3 separate regions of the Mus musculus genome follow, and regions 1 and 3 are each linked to region 2. The links are chromatin contacts, called in public HiChIP or PLAC-seq maps. All regions are on one chromosome and are shown on one strand. Each heading gives the region's core, a stretch centred on a gene start, on an enhancer-like site or on the middle of the called end of the contact. The rest is flanking DNA. Distances are from core to core; before and after follow the strand shown. Region 1 has its middle 40 kb from the start of 4933432G23Rik. Region 2 holds the start of Zcwpw2 (zinc finger, CW type with PWWP domain 2). Region 3 overlaps Golga4 (golgi autoantigen, golgin subfamily a, 4).

Evidence for each region. HiChIP or PLAC-seq counts read pairs in DNA pulled down with a chosen protein or histone mark.
Region 1: an H3K27ac HiChIP or PLAC-seq map of epiblast stem cells shows a contact between it and region 2. The contact joins the enhancer-like site here to the promoter of Zcwpw2 in region 2. A contact is called at or near these places in 2 of 39 promoter capture datasets (the 3T3-L1 cell line and stem cell-derived epiblast-like cells), 12 of 484 Hi-C or Micro-C datasets (CD4 T cells, the G1E-ER4 cell line, the HL-1 cell line and 4 more), 10 of 115 datasets of contacts at active chromatin or transcription factors (bone marrow-derived macrophages, embryonic stem cells, epiblast stem cells and 5 more) and 1 of 9 other capture datasets (embryonic stem cells).
Region 3: a contact with region 2 is called in an H3K27ac HiChIP or PLAC-seq map of epiblast stem cells. The contact joins the enhancer-like site here to the promoter of Zcwpw2 in region 2. A contact is called at or near these places in 3 of 39 promoter capture datasets (the C10 cell line and the HPC-7 cell line), 2 of 484 Hi-C or Micro-C datasets (the G1E-ER4 cell line and bone marrow-derived macrophages), 16 of 115 datasets of contacts at active chromatin or transcription factors (the 230-238 cell line, bone marrow-derived dendritic cells, bone marrow-derived macrophages and 12 more) and 3 of 9 other capture datasets (adipose tissue, embryonic stem cells and liver).

The regions. Positions count from the first base shown.
Region 1 is chr9:118,387,686-118,392,052 of GRCm38.p6, reverse strand. No RefSeq gene overlaps it. Among named protein-coding and RNA genes, the nearest start is that of 4933432G23Rik, 40 kb to the left of the region's middle. Within about 2 kb of position 1,507, at least 81 of the 459 cell types and tissues checked have an H3K27ac peak or open chromatin away from gene starts, as enhancers often do. A contact at or near this core is called in the HL-1 cell line, adipose-derived mesenchymal stem cells, embryonic stem cells and 4 more, where this site is marked.
Region 2 is chr9:118,039,565-118,043,518 of GRCm38.p6, reverse strand. It overlaps Zcwpw2 (zinc finger, CW type with PWWP domain 2), which reads left to right and starts at 2,660. Exons shown (of 9, transcript NM_001378466.1): 1 at 2,660-3,300. Azi2 (5-azacytidine induced gene 2) reads right to left here and starts at 2,997. Exons shown (of 8, transcript NM_013727.4): 1 at 2,561-2,997.
Region 3 is chr9:118,519,566-118,523,506 of GRCm38.p6, reverse strand. Golga4 (golgi autoantigen, golgin subfamily a, 4) reads right to left here. Exons shown (of 24, transcript NM_018748.3): 3 at 924-989. Among named protein-coding and RNA genes, the nearest start is that of Golga4, 15 kb to the right of the region's middle. Within about 2 kb of position 2,431, at least 42 of the 459 cell types and tissues checked have an H3K27ac peak or open chromatin away from gene starts, as enhancers often do. A contact at or near this core is called in epiblast stem cells, where this site is marked.

The DNA of each region.
Region 1 (4,367 bases), core at 258-2,757, 350 kb before region 2:
ATAGAGAGAGAGAGAGAGAGAGGGAGAGATGGGGGGGCATGCTGGGGAGGCTTAAGTACCTCGACCTGAGTGCAGAGGTTAGAGCGCTGCCTAGCGGACTCCCGCTGTCCTTCCACCTCTGCAAGGCTCTGAGGATGGAACTGAGGCCTTCAAGCTGACTCAACAAGCGCCAGTATCTGCTGAGTCATCTCTCAGGCCCAGAATGTTTTCTTCAAAAAAGTATATTCCTGGAAAAATATCTGAACAGGAGCAATCAAGTCCTTGGAAGTCAAATGTGCGTTTTTTTCTTTTCTTCGAGACAGGGTTTCTCTGTGTAGCCCTGGCTGTCCTGGAACTCACTTTGTAGACCAGGCTGGCCTCGAACTCAGAAATTCACTTGCCTCTGCCTTCCGAGTGCTGGAACTAAAGGTGTGTGCCACCACGCCCGGCTCAAATGTGCATCTTATAGATTACTTAATTTTCTTCTCGTTGTCTGATATCTTTCTTAAGTTTTTGCTTGGTTTAAGACCCCAGGACGAGGGACTGAGGTGCACATTTTACATATCATAGCAGACCTGGCCTTCAGGGTCTCCCAGCATTCCTCTGTCCCTTCCCAGCATACCCCAGATCCCAACTCTGAACTTCCCAGCCCAGGGACTAGGCTGCCCTTCCCCCAGAGGCTCCTCCCTATATAATCGATACATTTTGGTCTCATCTTCTCCTTCTCTCTCTGAGAGCCGGCCCTTTCTCTCTTTCTCTCCCCCTAACTATGGCGACTCTTCTGGCTTCAATTCTTTAGGCCAGTGAACTCAGAGAGCAGTTTCTCAATAAACCCGCCTTTAATCTAATCTAATCTGGTTTGAATTGGTTTATTTCACTGATAGCAGAGAAAAAATAAACTATCAGTTTTATGTTATAAACATATACTATCATCTTTACAACAAAATGCGCCGTCAGCATATTACCCCCTTTCTTTCTCTCCCTATGGTAGCCTTGATAGCCCTTTCTTGAGTCTTCAAAGGACAGGGGCATTCACTTGGTGACAGCTTGAACCTCTGCTTACTGTGAGTCTCTATCAGCTTTCAAAGGTGGGTGCTGTGACACACAAACAGAGCCCACTGCATGCTGTAGGCCCCTTTGCAGCTGATGACGTTCAACTCCACAGAACTTCCCTCAGAAGAAAATGTTACTTTACAAGTCTACTGCTCATAGAGACCATTTGTTTACCATTGTTTCATGGCCTGACCTAACCTTACCTCACAGGAAGTGCACCAGGACGTGGGGCTTAAGGCTCTCCAGGTTGAAAGCATCGATTCTAGGGTCTGTAAACTCCTAGAGTTTTAGTCAAGGAAGGAATCTTGGGAAAAAAAAAAAATCACAGGATAAGGCCATGTGTAACAATCCACATCTGTAATCCCAGAACTCCAGAGGCTGAGAAGTGTGAGTTCAAAGCCAGCCTGTGCTACAAGTGTGAGACTCTGTGTGTATATGTGTGTCTGTCTGTCTGTCTGTCCCAGGACATGAAAACAGACTGGAATAAGGTAAACATAGGAAGGAGACAGGAGGATGGGGAGATGGGGAGCGAATGGGAGGGACTCTAGTGAATCAATTAAAACACATGATTTTAAAGTCATGGCTTATGAAGCCCAACACCATGTACAAAGAAATAACGTGTCAATAAAAAAAGCAAAAGTTAAGAAACAACAATAACAAGACCTCAAATCCAACTTGGATGGGTCTAGAGTCTGAAGATTTCCCAGAGGCACTTAGCCACTAGCCAGGACGTCAAGCTAGGCTCTCCGCTCCTGGCTTTGTGAGCACAGGGCACAGACACCTCTTGTGTGGAACTCAAACACTAGAGATGAGGCAGAGCCTCTGCGAGAGCTCTAGGGACCAGAAGGCAGCTTTGGTCAATGCCGGAGAGGAGGTTAGGGAAGGGGCCTGCCTGCTGCTGCTCCCTCTGCATTCCAGACAAACAATAGCTTTGGAAGAGGTGTGAATGACACCCCACCCCCACCATTAACCTCAAAGAGGTGTTAATTTCACAGTCAAACTGAAGACCATTTAAATTCAGGCAGTGTCACAAAAACAACCATTTATTTGGAAGCAAAAGAACAATTTGTCTCTTTTCTTGTGCATGGCTGCCCGTTAATTTCTCCAGAATAAAACTTCTTCAAACAGATTCGCCTGGACCCAACTTACTCAAGACCTCTCAACAAAAAGAAAGCTACTTCCTTTCTCTTAGGGGAAGTCGGCGCGGAAGAATGGAAGCCGCCTCCGAGGAACGCCACGTCTGGAACCAAATCCAAGGCGCCACACGACGGTTTCTCATCAGCGGAAGAGAATCTGTGACACTCGTGGATGGGACTACACTATTTCCCTCACGTTGCCTACTGTGTTATTTGGTTTGGGGTGGTTTCTTTATTTTGTGGTTTCGGCCTCGGGAGTGGCTGCCATTGGATGCTCCTGCAACGATGACGGGGGAAGATAGGAATGTCCGATCTGTTCCGGGACCTTTGGCAGCATTCCTTCCCATCTCTCCTTTAGCTGCGCCGCACATCCCTCTCCCAACCCCACTCATCACTACTCAGATAATTTCCAGGAGTCGCAACTCACCACAGGCGGGGTTTCTAATCCCAGCAACGATGTCACCTTGAAAAGCAACACCATCCTAGCCCTCAAAGGCACCCCCAAACCTTTCCTAGCGGGAGACCTCACACTTCATGGTTATGCATTCCTGACCTTAACCACACCGTCCACAAAAAGGAAATCAAACAAACAAACAAACAAACAAACAAACAAACACACAAGAATCTTAGTTTTTGGGGAATTCGCAGCAATAGAAACAGACTGATGTCCCCACTCTCCTCCCTGGACTGTATTTCTACTCCATGTCCCTTGCATTTCACCCCCACGGACCTCTGTAACCTAAATACACTTTCATATTTGCTAAGGGTCCAGTGTAGTAGTAGTACTTCTCTGAATTGTAACCCAGCATATGGCTCTGGCTGTCCTGACACTCAGGTGAATATTTACTGTCCCTGTGTCACCAGAATCGAGTTTATCAATATACCTAAGGCTTTGCACGATGAATCAACCAAGGCTGTAGTTTGATTGGTAGCGTGTTTGCCGACCATGCACAATCTTAGGTTTAATCTCCAGCACTGCTTAAGTCAAATGTGGTTACACATGCCTGGCATCCTAAAATTCCTGTCACAGGGCCACTTAGAGCTCAGTCTGAGGTTCATAAGACCCTATGCCTATTCATGAGACAAGATAAAAGATACGAATAAATTAAGTACAAATAAAATGAATTAATGAATGAAGTAATTTTTACTACAGGAGATCTTTGACTTCCTAGTCTTACAACACAAACCTTTAGAAAACCATGTGTTCCTTGACTTTCCAAATTTATTCAAAATATATTCCTCCTGGGCCGGAGAGATGGCTCAGAGGTTAAGAGCACTGGCTGCTCTTTCTGAGGTCCTGAGCTCAATTCCCAGCAACCACATGGTGGCTCACAACCCTCTTCTGACATGTGGGTGTACTTTCACACATTAAATAAATACATCAATAAATCACATATATATGTGTATACACACACACACACACACACACACACACACACACACACACACACACATCACTGCCTGTACCCCTGCCATTGGAGTACAGAGACATGTGTCCTGCTACTTGTACAGCTGTAGAGGTCTCTGATCTGGTCTCCATTTTTCAGCCTTCACCTGACAGTTTGTATCAATGTAGCAACCCAGAAACCCCTAAAAACACAAAACAGGTCAGATGATATCCATTCCCCGCCCCCACCCCACCCCACCCCTGCAATAGCTCTCTGTCCTTTCCCAGAATCCTTTGGTGGCTTAGGACATTCTGTGTGAATTCTCCCTCTGACTTGCTCAGTTCCTTCTACCTTGTGCTAATCTTATCACTCTGAATGCACCAAATATTAGGACTCTGAAATACTTAGTCTCATTTTCTGAGCTCCCCATAGTCTCGTGTTCTCAATGCTTGGTCCCCTCAGGTGGCACTATTTTAAAGACTGAGGGGCCTTTCTTTTGGAAGCAGGATGGTGGAAGGAGAGCGCTAGGAATGAGAATCGCTGACTTCTGCCCTGCCTCTGTGGTGTGCCAATTGCGCTCCTACCTCCATAGGTGAAGCCTCTTCTCTTCACTTTCCCTGCCCCGTGAACTGCGATCCTCTGAAACCACAAGCGAAGCTGACTTCTTAAGTTGTTTCTGTCAGGCATTTTATCACAGAGATCTCAAAGACTAGCTCCACTCCAAGCACGCTCTCACTTCAGAGCCTTCGTGCCTCCAGTCCCCCTCCCTCCCCAGACTCCCCCACTCCTCAGGTGTTCCTTCCTCTCTCTG
Region 2 (3,954 bases), core at 1,411-3,910:
TAATATAAATGTCGCATTCAGGGATGAGCATTCCATCTCTAATTCTCATCACTGTGACCCAGGATGCATCTCTCCAGTGACTGCTGACCAATGTAAAAGGAAGTTTTTCTGATAAAGTTTTGACCCAGCACTGATCTGCCCATGCCAGTAAGCAGGATTGACCAAAAGAGTTTGGGTTGAGTGGTCTGGGCCTGGGGAGGATTGGGAAGCCCTTACCTGCCTGCACTGGGAGCTTTGCAGATGGGCGTGCCAGTTGGACCTAGTGATGAGGTCAAATCAAGGTTATTTACGAAATACTATGAACGTTGTGACTATAACTGTTCCCAGTGAGAATCTAGACAAAGCACATGTCTGTGGTACAATGGCCTACAATTCAGAAACTCAAATTCTAGTCTATGATTTGTCACCCTGATTATACACTACTTCACTTCAGCTCTTAGGATCTTAATTTTTATACCTATGTATGACAGAGTTGGATTGTATCATTAAGACATCATCTCCTTGAACCGTGTAGGCAAATTTTTAATCCAAATGCAGAACAGGAACCCGAAGAGATAAAAGGAAACTCAAGTTGTGCCAGAAACTGGTAAGTTAAATTCCTTATCTTGACACCAAACTTGGCAAGAAAGTCACCATCAACAGCACAGGTGAGGAAACGGAGGCTTAGAAAAGTGAATGCGTTTGTCTGTAATCACACCTGGGCACTCCCTGAAGTGAGTCTTGTTTACAATTTCCACTGGCTTTCTATCTCTGAAAAGCCAGGATATCCAAGAACCTACTTCATACGGGTCAGTTAAGAAACAGTGGAGAAAAAAAGAACAAATCTTACGGAGAACGAATAAATTACAAGATATTCCTTTTCTTTTGTCACTTTAAATAATTAGGGGCAGGAATGGCTTTTGCTTCTCTAAGAGGGATTCTGAAGTGCCCCTTTTTAATGACGCCAGCACTTAAACATATGTGCCTTAGTAGCTTAATGCTTTGCAGTTTATTAAGTGTCCAAAAACAATATCAGATATATAATATGAAAAATGGCAGCTTTCATTTTTATGATCCTGACTCACTGAATGCAGTAAGCCCAGAGATTAGTTTTTACGGCCAAGCAATCCAAGGGCAGCCTTCTTTCCACTCCTTATCTAAAATAATGTATTTCAATGCAACTAAACACCTACATAAATGCTGTTAATAATTATTTCCTGACAATAAAACAACTTCAATTCAGAATGTGGCATTAAAGTTATATTCATCCTATTCAGCTTTTTTTAAAAATCATATTATTTCCCTCAGTAAGCATGGCATGCTCTGGTACCATTACCGAAGCACTTCTGCTAGAGGCACTTATATGCTAGAAACTGTGCTCCCCCCCCCCCCCCTTTTTTTTTTCTTGAAGATGTCTCACTTTGTAGCACTGGCTAGACTGCAACTCAAGACTCCCCAGTGCTGGGATTATTAAAAAAGCATGTGCTACCACCCCCTGACTTGTTCTTAAGAATTCATTAAATCAATGTAAAAAAGCACTAAGATGGGTAAGCACTCTTCAATTTACAGATGAAGTAATTAAACATACAAATTAAGTTGTCAACTTCAGAGCCAGCCTAGCTCTTAGAAATTATAACTGGGTGCCTTGGAGGGTAAGCAAGCCCTGGACTTCAGAAAAGGGGGAAGGAGAAAGTCAGAGTAAGCAGCCTTCTCCTCAAGAGAGGAAGTGGAAAACTCGATGCTTACACATCTGGGCTATCCATCTAATCCACTGGCATTCCCACGACAGCAAGCTGCCTTTTAGACATCAATGAATCTCTCGCATTTACATGAAAACGTCCATTTACAAACCTAGAGCATTCAACACTCTGTAGCCATTCAGCGAATAATTCCAATTGTTTTCCATTTAAGACGATGGAGTGATCACTACAGACAGGGTAAGGAGAACATTTTTTGAGAACTAGAAATGAAACTGTTTTAAGATTTTGTTCAATCCAACTTAAAATTCAAACGGGGGTGGGGTGGCTCTTCTGTACTTAAGGATTAGAGGTCAATTTCAGTCTCAGTATGTCAATGTTTTTGATCATCACATGGTATTTCTGATTTCTAGTAGCTTCCATGGGTATTTTATCTCTCTTTCTGAGTATTCCGAGTTCCTTGCGAGGAGGACCACTGTTAGCCTGCCTTGCAACCCAGCCGGAAAACGGGACTGAAACATGCAAGTTAGACTGATGGTCACTCCCAGACGCCACCGGCACTACCCACGTCCCTCTTTCCCTCTCCGATATAAATGCCACCCCAGTGCAGGAAATAAAACTGAAAGCGTTCCCAGCGAGTCAAGAGCACGGACCGAACTTGAGCAATCCCCGAGCGGGAAGGCAAAAAAAAAAAAAAAAAAAAAAAAAAAAAGCCCGTGGAAGCGGGGCTGTGGGATGGCAGGGACCAGGGATGCTAGACTGGGCCGCTCTGAACAGCAGAAGGGCGCCGGGGACAGAAAGCGAAGTGCGTCTGGCCAGGCGACAGCCACCAGGCCCCTCCTGGCTGTCTCCACCGTCCGGGCGAGCGCGAGCGATCCACTCACCCTGAACCCTGGCTACGTAGGGCGGTCCCCAAGGCCACCGGGTTTCGCTTCCCCAGTGTTTGGAAGCCGGCTGAAAACAAACCGGGTCGCCAGGGGTCACCACGGGCTTCCGGTTTCCTCGAAGACGCCACCGCTTCCCCCGTCAAGGTGGCCGTCACAGGTGCACCGAGGGAGTCCCATGTCTTCCGCCGCGGCTCCCGCAGTCAGGGGCCCTGGAGGTCACAGAGGAACCGAGCAGGGGCGGCCCGGGGCCGCCGGAACAGGCCCGTTACCCAGCAGCACGCGCGTCAACTCCGGGGTCGCCGGCGCCCGCTGCCCCGCTCAGGGGCGGCGAGGCCTAGAGGGTTCTAGAAGGGTCTACGAACGCCCCGCCGCCCACAAAGGTGTCGCCGCTGCGCACAGGCTGGGTGCCAGCGCAGCGCGACGAAACCGGAAGCCGGACCTGAAGACTATATAGGGTGCCGCTAAGTGGCGCTCTAGCGGGGCGGGGCGTACTACAGGTCCCATGAGCCTCTGCGGTAGGGCAGAGGCGCACTACGAGTCCCGTGAGCCTCCGCGGCGGGGCGTACGTACTACCAGTCCCAGTGGTCCCCGCGGCGGGTGAGGTGTCGCGCCCAGCCGCGGGGAGGCGGAGTGGAGCTGAGACAGCGTCGCAGGCTGGCTGCTGTTGGGCTGAGGCGCGCGTTCAGGGCGCCCTCTAGCGCGTCCTTTCCACTCAGCGGCAACTGGGATTCCGTGAGGTGGGTCCGTGCTGCTCAGCTCAGAGGCGCCTGTCACCGTGGTGCTAACCCGAGAGCTGATGCGTGTCTGGGGCCCCTGGAATCCACGCAGGCCCCGTGTTTCGGGTCGCGTGGCGGTCTCCTTGGGTATCTTTTGAAGCAAGGTCGCTCACTGACTTCATGGGGGTTCCGGGATGCTCTTCTGTGTAGCAGGAGAAAAGGAGCCCATGGCCAACTCTTGACTTGTTCTGGCTCTTAGAGTTGTCTCCTCTCTCGGTTATTTCTAGGTGATAATCCTCCGGGTTTGTTTGTTTGTTTGTTTGTTTGTTTTTTGAGGCAGAGTCTTATGCATCCCAGAATGGCCACAAACACACTTGTTTCCACCACCGGGTGAAGAATTTTAGTCATCTATAATTCTCTCTGTCTGTAGTTTGTTAAATCTTCATATTTTTGTACGTTTGTTTTTTAATTTTAAATTTGCGGCAGGGCCTCAAGTAGCCCAGGCTACCCTCAAAGTCTTGAATTTTTTTTTCTCTGACCTCCTGCTTCTGACTCCAAGGTTTTGGGTTTATACATTACCAAGCAATGCGGTGCTGGAGGTTGAACCCGAAGCCTTGTGCATGCTAGAACATTGAACTGTATGGTGAGGCATAGACAAATTAATTGCAATCTTAG
Region 3 (3,941 bases), core at 1,182-3,681, 480 kb before region 2:
TGCAAGTCTAAATGGAAGGAAGAAATGGAGGGAGGGAGGGAGGGAGGGAGGAGGGAGGGAGGGAGGAAAAAAGGAAAGAAGTGAGGAAGCAGGCAGGCAGGCAGGCAGGCAGGCAGGCAGGCAAGCAAACACTTTACATGAAGGTCAAATTAACTTGTAGTACTAAAGAAAGAGCGGTGGTGACCTCTGAGGATGAGGTAAGGGACCAGACGGAGCTAAAGGCTTTTAGAGCACCATTAATTTCTGGTTATGGGATTTTTTTGTTTTTAATTTTTTATTATATCTATAAATTCATTTATGCATATCAGGATACAGAGCACATAAGTCAAAAGACAATTTGTGGGGAGCCAATTCCCTCCCTGCACCAGTGGGTCCCAAGAATCAGACTCAGTCAGGCTTAGTGGCAAGCACCTTTACCTGCTGAGCCACTTTGTCTGCCTTGATTACAAAGGTCTATTTGTAGGGTAAATATGTCATACTTTTCTATAGATATTAAAGTTTCATACTTTTAATTTTTGATTAGTATTGCTTTAATAGATTCTCTGAGACTCTGCAGAGCTGATAACAGATACTATAAAAGAAAATCCTCAGGCTGGGACTTTTTGGTATAGCTATCATTCTACTGATAGAACATGCTAGAACAGAGATGTGATTTCTTGAAGGCCAACCTATGTTTGTGAAGTGGCATGGAGGGGTGGTTTTTAAACAGACGGAGAGGGGAAGTTATAGGAAAAGGGTCCCTGTGCAACATGCATCTGTAAATGGGAATAGTAACTGTCTTACCCGAGCAAAGATGCTATGTGGTCTCAGAGCAAGATTTTAGCCACTTAGCATCTGACAGCACCCTTTCAGACAGCCACACACTAGTAACAACCGACAGGCCACTTCTGTGAAAGGCCTGGTAGTGTAAGTAACCAACCAACCTGAGAGGGGGACGACTCATCTTTACTGACACCATCTGGAGATTTTGTTGCTTGAGTTGATGCATTCTAAGGACAAGAAAGAACATCATTAAAAAGTGAACTAAAGTAAACTAAAGTTTTAAACCTGTTAAACTAGTAAGACCTAGTAGACACTTGCATCTACTGAACAAAATTAGTAATTGCTAATTAGAATATTTTCATGCAGGGCAAAAAGTAGTGTGGTTAAGTATTTTAGAAAATCACTTTGCTATTAAATTAAACATGAAATCAATAGCAAAAATTAGTGAGTAGCAAATATATTTCAAGCTAATCACACACCTCTGCAAGCCCTTATGTTCCCAATTCAGTTTCCATGACAAAAACTAACAGGGAGTCAATCAGCAAAGCTCACTAAAATAGAAAACTATCCAAAAAGAAGTCATGTCAACTGCTCTCTGCAGTAAAACCATTCAAATTAAAATTATCTGGGCAAAGTTACAAAAAATAAAAATAAATTAAAAATTGAAATGCCTCATTCACTTTAAGCCAGCAACTTAAATGAAACCAGTGTCAACATTTTGAGAAAAATGTTAGTGAAAATTTCTTCCACACATACTGGCTTTCTGTTTCCTTGTGTTGGTGAGCGGAGTGCTCCAAGGAAGACCGCTCACTGGCTACCTCCTGCTGCGACTGCAGAGCCGCCCTAGGAACCTCGGAGCTTCGGAGCTCTGTCCTGAGCACTGCTCTACCTTTCATCACCCACAGAAGGGGCTCATGGGAAAATCACAGCAGAACTGCACCAGGCATGCACAGCAGGAGTCACGGCCTCTGTAGTCTGGCATGGTAGCCTCCTCTGCCTTTACAGGTAGCCCAAGGGAAGATCAAAGGAGAAATGAATGCTTGTCTAACGTATTCTCAAGTTTCTCAAGATAAACTAGGTTAATCTTTGGTATTATAAATTTATTGTACCATATGATTTAACCTTATTTTCAGGAAAGAAAGCAAAATATTTACAAATGAAGGATTTCTTCGGTATTCTAGTTTTATGAAACAGGGCCTCGCTGAACTGCCCAGGCTAGTCTTAAAACTCCTCAGTTCAAAGGACCCTCTCCTGCCATAGCACCACCACTCCATAGCACCACCACTCCAGCTTTAGGATTTAAGTTCCTGAAAATGTCCAAAGTGGGGGATGTGTGTGCAAGTTGGAAGCTGAGTATGTAGAGTTTAGCTAAGGAGCACTGGTTACTACACCATGTAAACTTGAGTCAGCAGAGCCTGAGATTTTTGCCACTATCTACAGAGTCCTCCTTTCTGCTGTGCTCCATGCTCAGCTTTCAATCCCCATCTGGCTCACCTGCAGAGTCAACACCCTCTATGCCACATATTTTCTTCTCCAACGTTTAGATGCCTTTGTGCTGTACATATACCTGGGCATCTCTGTCCCCACACTAAAGCAGCAGCTCCCAGAGGGCAGGCCACAATCTCCTGTGCCCTGTGCTGACACCCAGTGCTGGTTCCAGCCTAGAATTCCTTCAGCATAAGAGCTCTCAGGGCCCTCCTCCCCAGAGGTGGGAAGAACTCACTGCAATCTGATACTGACACTCCAGGTCACCAGCGCTTTGTCTGAGGGAATTCTCTGACAACTGTCTCTGCTCGGCTGACTGGACTCTGCAGCTTCACTTCTCTGCCAAACTTGTCTTCAGTTAAGTTGTTTTCATTTATCTGCAATCTGCTCAATTATACTTTTTTCAATCTTTCTATAACCATTTTTTTTGGCTCCTGGGCACTAAGGATACAGCTGTTTTGTTTAAGTTAAAGAGAGAAATATGTTTTAAAAGCTAAATTAAGCCCCAGCAGGGTGGCATGTGCTTTTAACCCTGGCACTTGGAAAGAGGGGGATCTCTGTAAGTTCAAGGCCAGCATGGTCTACATAGCAAGTAAAGACAGCCAGGGCTAATAATAGAGATACTGCCCATCCCCAGGAAATAAATTAAAACCTTTAAAAAAGTAAATTAAGGAAATTCAGCTCTTGATGAACTTGTAATTAATCCCCACTAAATGTTTATATTATACAAATAACTATCCTATGGCTTCCCTTTGTCTCACAGAGAGATTTAAACTGTTAATCATGAACATAAAATTTATATGAGTAGTTTTTCTAGTCTTCTGAAGTTTATTCTAAATAGTTTAAAGTACTCCTTCTTACGTTACAGCATTTTTTACAATCGGATAAGACTTGAAAATAAATTATTTTATAGTCTGTACTCGTGAAAAGTTAGTGTGCCTTTTAAGTTTACACTCCCCTCAATGCAGTCTACACAGCCTGTGCCTCTCTATCTCCCTCAATGCAGTCTACACAGCCTGTGCTTCTCTATCTCCCTGTCAGTCTGGACAGCTGAGACTCCTGGCTCAGCTTCAAATCTCCGTAAACAGCCAGCGTTCCTTGTAGCCAGAGCCACAGAGAAACCAGCTTTCCAAATGTCACTTCACAACGCATCTTCCCCCTGAGCTGCTTCCTTCTCTCAAGTTTAAACTAGACCTGAAGAGCACTGCTGGCTCTAAGTACACCAAGCCTTCACACGGACTCGGTTTAAGAAGAAAAACGTTCTGCTTTCTCCACTAGCTACCGAGTTAAACCAATTCTCAACACTTCGAGAAACTGCAGACCCCGTTCAGCCATCCTCCAAGGGAGCACCACAAGCGAGCCTTAGAAAGTGAATCCTGCCACATTTTAATTTATTAAATCATCAGTTTACCAGATACTCCAGATAGAAAACAATGTCTCCTTTCCCAAAATAAAACATATATCAAGTTAAAATTAAGTTTAAAAAGTTAAAATGAATTCATTCATTAAAAGAGAAAACTGTTTCCTTTCATTCTTAAAAAAACAATAATTAAAAACACAATGTACTTTGTGCTTACTTCTTACCTATAGTTTCTAAATAAAGAAATGAACATGCTATAAAAGAATTCACCTATCTATGCAATGCTGTTAATTTTTTATTTACACAACACATTATTTTCCTTAAAAAAAAAAAA